3 separate regions of the Mus musculus genome follow, and regions 2 and 3 are each linked to region 1. Evidence: chromatin contacts called from public Hi-C data. All regions are on one chromosome and are shown on one strand. The core of a region is the stretch at or near the end of the contact, and the rest is flanking DNA. Distances in the headings are between cores, read along the strand shown.

Region 1 (2,838 bases), core at 87-2,586:
AAATGAATGTATTGGACCGATACCAGCCATCTGTTAAAGGCCAAAAGGCTCAGACACAAAAACCAGAGCTCCTTATCCTTAATGCATAAACTACTTTCCAATCCAGAAACAATGGAACTGTTTTCTGTTGCAGCATCCTGAGACATTTCCACTACTTTACTTGTGAGCACCTCTAATTATACCATATGTGTACATGTTCTCTCCCAAATCCCCCCTCACCCCCTCAGATCATGACATTTGCTTTTTCAATGTTAAATAATGTTTTCAATGCCCTTGGGAGCCATCATCAGACTTAAGCAAGGCATAATTTGCAAGAAACAAACCCTGTTGTTTGAAAGGATGGGTTGACGACACACCAAAATACTGACTTCGAAATACTAATACCTAGTCACTGGTTTAGCTGAATCTTATGATTAAATACTCTTAACTGCTTCTCCAGGGACTATTTCTTTCTTCCTGGGGGCTCTGAAAATGATCCTCTCATGCATTTACCACCCTGCCACCCACTAGTCAGTCACCTGTTTCAAACCTAGATGTCAAAGGGAGGGAACCAGAAGCCATGCTGAATCAAACTGTTTTCTTTGGAGTCTTTAAACAGAGTGCTGATTGGCATCATAGAACTGAGAATAATTGTCCTTTAATTAAGGGATATTTCCCCCTGTGTTTAGTCTTGCAACAATATGAAAACATTCGGGAAATGTTTATCCTCAGAGAACTTGAATACACCAGGCGTTTTGTTTTGGTTTGGTTTGGTTTAGTTTGGTTTGGTTTGGTTTTTTGGAGTCATTGGCTTCTTTTCAGTTCCCCAAACAGCCAGCGACAAACCAATGTAAATATTTCAATGGAAAATGTCTTTTCCCCCTTATCCTCTAGCTCTATGTAAGTCTGTTCTCAGTGGTGATATTTATCTCAAGTCTTCTTTCCTGAACAAAACTGAGAATTAAAAGAAAACTACTTACCCAGAACAAGAAGTTGAAGAAAAACATAGAATACTTTAAACAGCTGCTCACACCTGCCATTTCGGAGAAGGGGCAGCCACCAAGTTACAGTGGAATGAAGAAGTCCGTAGAAGGCTGTCCTGCGTAGGCTCTGACGGATTTTGCCTGCAGAGATCCGTGTGCCTGCAGCTTCGGGGGTAGAAATAGAGAGCAAAGAAGTAGACAGAAGGAACAGAAAAAAAAGAAAAAAAAAAAAACCAACAGTTATTGGAGTGGATAAAAAATTAACCCACACCTTTAAATATCTCAAACGTTATCTTCAGGCGAGTACATTCTTTTCCTTCTTATGGCTGCTAAGGCATTAGGTCAGGATATTTATGATGGCTTCTCAAAGCCCGCTCCCTCTAGAGTAAACAGATATCAAGTTATGGGAGTGGCTGGGGCAGAGGTGGAGAATGGCACAGCGAGATAGTAGGTGGATAGGCTGGCTGGCTGGCTGGCTGGCTGGTGTGGCTGCCCTCTCTTCTAACCCTGCGGAAATCGGCTGCCAGGCTCTCAAGTAAATGGGCCTTGTGTCTCACTTCGATTTGCATCCCCCCCCCCTTTTTTTAATTGATAGGAGCACAAAGTTCCTTTCAGCAATAGGTATTTGGAAACCTGCAAAGCATCCGGACTTAAGTTACCATAACTTCTTCTCCTCAACTTCAAATGAACAAGGAAACAAACATTAATTAGCCAAGTGTCTTGTTTGGTTGTTGTGTTGTTGTTGTTGTTGTTGTTCTTTCAAAGAAATCCCAAGGAGCTCCCTTAAATGCCTGCCACTTCCAATCATTAAAGGGGAAGTGGCCTGCCTTTGCGTGATCTCGTAAGAGCATTCATTCGGGGGTTTATTTTTATCTTTGTGTGAAAAGAAAAAAAAAAAAAAAAAAACAGGAAGGAAGGAAACTCTGAGGAGCTGCCCCTTTGTGTTTACTTATGACTCAGTAACCAGGCCTGATAGCTGGGTTTGTTTTTAAGGTAGACTCAGGTTTCTCTCTTCTGAGAAATGACCTACAGCAACAGTTCCACTCTAACTCCGTTTCTGGGTTCTGGGCAGCTGACAAAGAAAATTCCTTTGGGAACGCACTCGTGGACTACTGAAAGCTGCCCATTCAGCTGCTTCTGGTGCTACTGGGATGTTGCCTCCGCCAGGTAAATGCACCATTCTGCCATCTATTCGGGCAGAGGAAACGACCTGGGCCTTGGGTCTTTTCTTTTATACCACTCAGAGGGCCTCCCTCGCCCCCTAAGTAAAACAATTGCATACTTCAAGGGTCTGTTAGGAAAACAATTCCCTAAAAACTTCATTAAATACAATTAAAACAAGTGACTGGGGTCTCTCTCTCTCTCTCTCTCACACACACACACACACACACACACACATCTTTCTAATTTTCACCAATATCTGCCTTTACTTTGTAACTGTTAAAATACATTTCTGATGCATTATTAGCAATAACATTAAATGTAATAGGTGAGAGCTAGGATTAGTTCGCCAAGTAATACTGAACGTGAGAAGCTCATGGATCAGTAGGACAATGAGCTTCAGGAATCTGTTCCTGCCCACTGCAGCCCTGGGCCCACCAACGTATACCGTCGGCCTCTCCTGTCTTTGACTTAGATGCTGGACTCCAGACACTTTCCTGTCTGAGCCCTCATCTCCTCAGCCCATGGCCATTATGATCTGAGTCAACCTCTACCCCTTGATACATTCAGTTCTTAGTGTCTCTCTCCTATTGGACCATTTATGTCTGAAAAGCAGAGATCCTGGCCCGTTGCCCTGACTAGTCATAGCATCTAACATTGGAGATAAAGGCACACAGATCTGCAAAAGAAGAGCCCCAGGACCTTCAATCCAGGC
Region 2 (2,838 bases), core at 204-2,703, 100 kb after region 1:
TCCAGGACAGCCAGGGCTACACAGAGAAACCTTGTCTCGAAAAACAAAAACAAAAGAAAAGAAAAAAGAAGTATAAGCCAAACAAACCCTTTCTTTTCCAACTTGCTTTAAGCTGTAGTGTTTCAGCACAGCAACAGAAAGATAACGACTAGATCAATTATACTACCTGTTAGATAAACAGAGATCAACTAAGGACCCCAGGTCCCTACAGTCTTCACTTCAAAGAAGGAACGGATGACTCAAAAGAGTAGGTAGCTACAATATGAAATATAGAGTCTACGAGGTGTGTTGGCTCCCACCTTTAATCCAAGTATTCAAAAGGCAGAGGCAGGCAGAGCTCTGTGACTTAAGATTAGACTTAAGATCTTGTCTACACAATGAAGCCTAAGAAGAAAGAAGACCAAAATATGGATGTTTCAGTGCTTCTTAGAAGGGTGAGCAAAACACTCACAGGAGGAAATAAGACAGAGTGTAGGGCAGAGACTGAAGGAAAGGCCATCCAGAAACTGCCCCACCTGGGGATCCATCCCATACACAGCCACCAAACCTGGACTTTATTGTGGATGCCAGGAAGTGCTTGCTGATGGAAGCCTGATATGGCTGTCTTCTAAGGGGCTCTGCTAGAGCCTGACAAATACAGAGGAGAAAACTGGCACCCAACCATTGGACTGAGCTCGGAGGTCCCAGATGGAGCAGTTGGAGAAGGGATTGAAGGGGCTGAGGGGGTTTGCAGCCGCATGTGGGGAACAACAGTGTCAACAGGCCAGACACCCCCCCCCCCCCGAGCTCCCGGGCACTGGACCACCAACCAAAGACTACACATGGGGCGACCCATGACGCTGGCCACATATGTGCCAGAAGATGGCTCTGTTGGACTTCAGTGGGAGGAGAGGCCCTCGAGCCTGAGGGTGTTCAGTGCCCCAGTGTAGGGAAATGCCAGAGCAGATAGGTGGGTGAGGGAGCATCCTCATAGAGGCAGGGGGAGGAGGGATGGGATAGGGGCTTTCCGAAGGGGAGACCTGGAAAGGGAAAAGCATTTGAAATAAATAAATAAATAAATAAATAAATAAATAAATAAATAAATAAATATACAAGGGTGGGGGAGGGGAAAGACCTGGTTTACAGACCGAGTTTCAGGACAACCAGGAATATATAGTGAGGCTGTCTCAAAATAAATGCATAACATTCATAAGAGGGATACAATTATAAAAGAAGAACCCCTGAATTCATGGTAAATTGTCGGGGCTGGGGGAGAAGAAGAGCATGGAAAGAGGATGAAAGCCCTGGCCGGACACCAAGCAATGAAAGAGTAACAGGGGTACTGGGCTTTTATAAAAAGGTCGGGTTGATGGATGCCATTCCTCGAACCTGAAAGAAGAGCACGGAGAAATAGCTCCAGGGTGAAGCCCAGATGATGGCAAGAAGCGCACACAAGGGATCGTTTATCACCTGTGGAAAGCGTGCCCTTTGTCCGGCCTTGCTATCAGTCAGTGGCTTGAGCCCCTAGGCCCTTGAGGAGCTCTGGAGAAGTGGCGACAGCCTCTGTCTGCGCGCATCAGGCTCCTAGTTCCCATTGAGTTCAGAATGTACCCTCAGTCTCACACTCACCTCTTAAAGTCATCCCAAAACGCCACTGCCAGATTCGTCAGATTCTAGTGTTTTCTCTTACACATCTGGGCTTTTATTCTCTTCCGTGTTTGGTTACCTCTTAAACCCCGAGGGAATTGGCACAGCATAACCTCAATGAATCACTGCTGTTTTTCCCATTTCTCCCTTAGGCTACTGCTTAGCTCCTATGGCCTCTCTGTGTTCTTGCTTGAGCGATTCCTCTCACAATGCTGTAATCATTTCCCGTTTGTTCCGTCTTCCAGGCATGCCCCATTGTTAACTTGTTAATTAGTTAGTCTCCACTGCCTTTTCACCTTATCGATAATTCTGTTGTATTGATAGTTGGTATAGCTCTTAGATAAAAGTCCTCTAATACAAAAAGTTTATTCTGTAATGGCATACTGAGCCAGCTCTCTGCTCCAGTGTTTTACATATTTATTGTGTTAGGCTGACAAAAATCCTTGCTTCTCAATGCTCAGAACCTTATCCTGACCACCTGGAGAAGTGTTACAGAAGCAATCAAACAGACACCGAACTCGTGACTGTTAAAAAAGAAATCCGACTAGCCATCTCTTCCCTTCCCGGTTTACCATAGAAGCTTCTTAACTATTTTAAGTTACAATGTAGCAATATTTTCAAGGAAGGTGACAATTTATATTTCATTTCTATTTTACATGGACTAGGTGGCTGGTTACTAAGTTACAGAATAAACCTTTAATATTAGAGGACTATTGATACCAATTGACATCAATACAGTTCTTTAAGACGTGCTTCATCTAACCTTAATCTTTTCCTTGAGGAGAATAGCAAGAAAGCTTAAAATACTTTTAAAAATTATTTTAGTGCTATTATCAATAGTTGTTAAATGTCAATAAAACGGTTTTTTTGGGGGGAGGGGCAGCAGTAAACTTTATAGTTCAGAGATACAAAGACTTCATTTAACGAGACAGAGACCTGGGTAGTTTGGAGCAGGTATGGGTTGGTTTGGACTTATTTAGATTCACTTCTTCAAGGTTAATTTATTAAATGCCATTTTTCCATATAACAAGAACCTACCCATCCACCCACCCACCCCCCAAAATCCATGTAAAATATCACAAGGACATGCTAAACTTTTTCTAGTCTAAATAGATGGTATGACCTATTCTAGTCCCATTCAACTAGACTTGAGACTCTGAAATGTGGAAACTGGGAAAGAAAACATATATTATCCCTCCAAATCCAATCAGG
Region 3 (2,838 bases), core at 134-2,633, 80 kb before region 1:
CCTGAGTCTCACTGAAGTTTCTAATCTGCTGGGGATGACAGCAGGATTTGATAGTGCTTGGTTTTTATAAGCACGGTGTCTAAAGCTAAGCCACTTATCTCATCTGAGGCTCATCCTATGAAACGCTGACCCAACCTTCACCCATGTAAAACAAAGAACCCATGATCGGTGATTACTGAGAAATGTTATCAGTGATGTCACGCCTTCCTAGGGCTCTGGCAACAATGGTCACCTTAGTCACCAATGCTAGCTTATAGTGGGGGGATCATCAGTCTCCATTTCTGACTGAGGAACTGTGGACAGTTGATGGCTTCTGGTGGGGAGGGCAAGTCAGTTTTCTTTAAAGGTATTGCTCTTGGTGGGTAGATGGGCTCCCACTGATATATATATATATATATATATATATATATATACATATATATATATATATATATATATATATATATATATATATATATATATATATATATATATATACCATACATTGGACTTGATGCATTATTAGGCAGACAAACAAATAGATAATGAGGACATAAGTTGAGACTGAAGGTAGATGGGTAAGAATAGATCTTAGAGGAAGGCTGTATATGACCAAAACACATTGTATGAACTGTGCAAAGAATTAATAAAAATATACTTTTAAATAAAAAGAATAATTTAAAGCAGAGGGAAGTAGAAGTGACGCAAAATAATAGAGACAAATTCCTGGTAGACTATTTAGTCTGCATCTATCTAGTAATAACTTTTCCTTTGCAGTCAAGTGAACCAATAAACTCCCATTTGTATTAGTTTAAACAAATTCCTGTGAGTGCTGAATGGTGTATGCCTTCTACCAATGTAGCTTCATATCTCTGGATTTATCTTATTTGATACAGATACCACATTCTACCTTGTTTTATCCGTTCCCCCAAACATTTAAGTTCTATGTGTGTGTCTTTTATTTTTTTAATTTTATTTTTTTTTGGGTTCCTTAGCAGAGTGCCTAGTACTTAATAAATACTGAAAGACTCGAAGCATCCTCTATGGTGCCCAGGGGACTGGCTAAGAAAGGTGAAGACATCGTTCTTTTCCATGAGGAGTTTATAAATTACTGTTAATTATTCCCAGATGGGGGTGTATTCATCGTCATTCCTCAGCTCCAGCTATGAATTTGAAGACCCGTTAATTATGCCTCCATCAGATGGTTCTGCAGCTAGGTCCATCCACCTTTCCCTCCTGGCTATGCCACTGTATCTCTGGACGCTGGCTTGCCCACTTGGCTGAACTGTCTTCAAATAGCCTTCCTTCACATGCGATTAATCCGTCTGCATGAGAGCAGTGCTTCAGGGGGAAGGAGTGAAAGGGCAGGAGGAAGGAAAATGGGGGAAAGTGAAACCACACGAAATGGGCACGGACCCAAAGACATTTCTGAAGTCTGTGGTGAAATTCTCTTCTGGCACCGCTACATAACAATAGCACATCATTTTCATTAACTTGAACAAACAAAACCAAACAGAGATTAAAAACCAGTACAGATGTGATATAACTTTCCACTCCTAGCATAGACTCAGCAGCCGTGTGGAACCACTTCCCTTAACAAGGCAGGCCATGTTCTCTCAGTCTGTCCCAGGACAAATAGCACATGGGGCTGGGAGACAGCCACCCGTTCTCAGCTCTGGACAGCATCACTTGCTCTCTCCACAATCCTCTTTCCTGAAGACTGATGGGACCCTCACATTCTCCCCTCTACCCTTTGCCTCCCCATTCTTTTTCTTACTGCCCTTAATGATGCACCTCATACCTAGAACCATCTTGGGTCCTTTGATGCCAGACACCATAATCCCCTTCCTCTCATATGGAAGCCTCTTTGCACTGAGACATCCAAGGCTGATGTCACTGCAGAGCTGCCTTGCACAACCTGAGGGACTTTATCATTATCTCATGAATCACAACCATCTGAATTCCATTTCCTTGGATGGAGGCCCTGTCTGGTGTGTGCTCTGCACAGCTCCACCCAAAGGGATGGCACTCAATAAATAACAAGTTGTGATGATAACAATACTGTGAATATATACTCCAGAAATATGTCACAAAGAATGGATGACTGTTAGCTGTCTGGCCTCCAATGGACTTTCTCCTGGGGGAGTCTCACATGCTATACATCAGTGGTTTCCCAGTTGTGAGAGGTAGCAGAAAGTCCTCATGGAATTTGGGACAAAGGGAGAACAGAATAACAACAACAACAACATGCTGCAAGGAACTTTAGGATTGCCCTTAGTGAGGAAAATGAGATGCAGTAAGACCCACACCGAAATGCCAAAAGCTCTTAAGGATACTCTTCCAGAAGATGTTAGCTCTGACATTGAGCAGGCAGGGTCTGTGAATTTTTAAGATCTGTTTCTTTAATACAAAATGAGAATAGCCTGTTCTCCCTCATTTATAGGACTGGATGAGAATCAAATAATAGAAGAGCTGTGGCAGCAAGCAGCTCACACATGATTGTGTAATCACCTGCCAGGCGCTATTGGTGAAACATATGTGAACTAAGTTAACCATCAAACAGCCCTAGAAATTGGCTCCTCTAGTGGGTGGGTGTGTGTGTGTGTGTGTGTGTGTGTGTGTGTGTGTTTGGGAAAGGGTCACCTGCTGTCATGTGTGCAGGTGCATTTGAGTACATGTGCTTGCAAAGATGAGAAGTTAACTTCAGATGTTCAGATGTAGTCACCCACCTTGGATTTTGCTGGTAGCGGAGGTGGTGGTGGTGTTGGTGGTTTGCACTTTTCTGTTCTTTTTTAAAAGCAAGAATAATGTCCTTCACTGAGACCAGAAACCTAACAATTCAAACAGGCTAGCTAGCTA

The links. A called contact is a pair of places that touch in the nucleus more often than the background predicts.
Region 2: a contact with region 1 is called in a Hi-C map of uterus, with 2.3 times the contacts expected there. The contact joins the enhancer-like site here to the promoter of Tspan8 in region 1. A contact is called at or near these places in 3 of 39 promoter capture datasets (the 3T3-L1 cell line, liver and macrophages), 1 of 484 Hi-C or Micro-C datasets (uterus) and 1 of 9 other capture datasets (adipose tissue).
Region 3: a contact with region 1 is called in a Hi-C map of uterus, with 1.6 times the contacts expected there. The contact joins the enhancer-like site here to the promoter of Tspan8 in region 1. A contact is called at or near these places in 2 of 39 promoter capture datasets (both in the 3T3-L1 cell line), 2 of 484 Hi-C or Micro-C datasets (both in uterus) and 1 of 9 other capture datasets (pancreatic islet).

The regions. Positions count from the first base shown.
Region 1 is chr10:115,815,782-115,818,619 of GRCm38.p6, reverse strand. Tspan8 (tetraspanin 8) reads right to left here and starts at 1,336. Exons shown (of 8, transcript NM_146010.2): 1 at 960-1,336. The coding sequence starts at 1,019.
Region 2 is chr10:115,715,291-115,718,128 of GRCm38.p6, reverse strand. No RefSeq gene overlaps it. Among named protein-coding and RNA genes, the nearest start is that of Tspan8, 100 kb to the left of the region's middle. Within about 2 kb of position 1,453, at least 22 of the 459 cell types and tissues checked have an H3K27ac peak or open chromatin away from gene starts, as enhancers often do. A contact at or near this core is called in uterus, where this site is marked.
Region 3 is chr10:115,896,071-115,898,908 of GRCm38.p6, reverse strand. No RefSeq gene overlaps it. Among named protein-coding and RNA genes, the nearest start is that of 4930422I22Rik, 28 kb to the right of the region's middle. Within about 2 kb of position 1,383, at least 28 of the 459 cell types and tissues checked have an H3K27ac peak or open chromatin away from gene starts, as enhancers often do. A contact at or near this core is called in uterus, where this site is marked.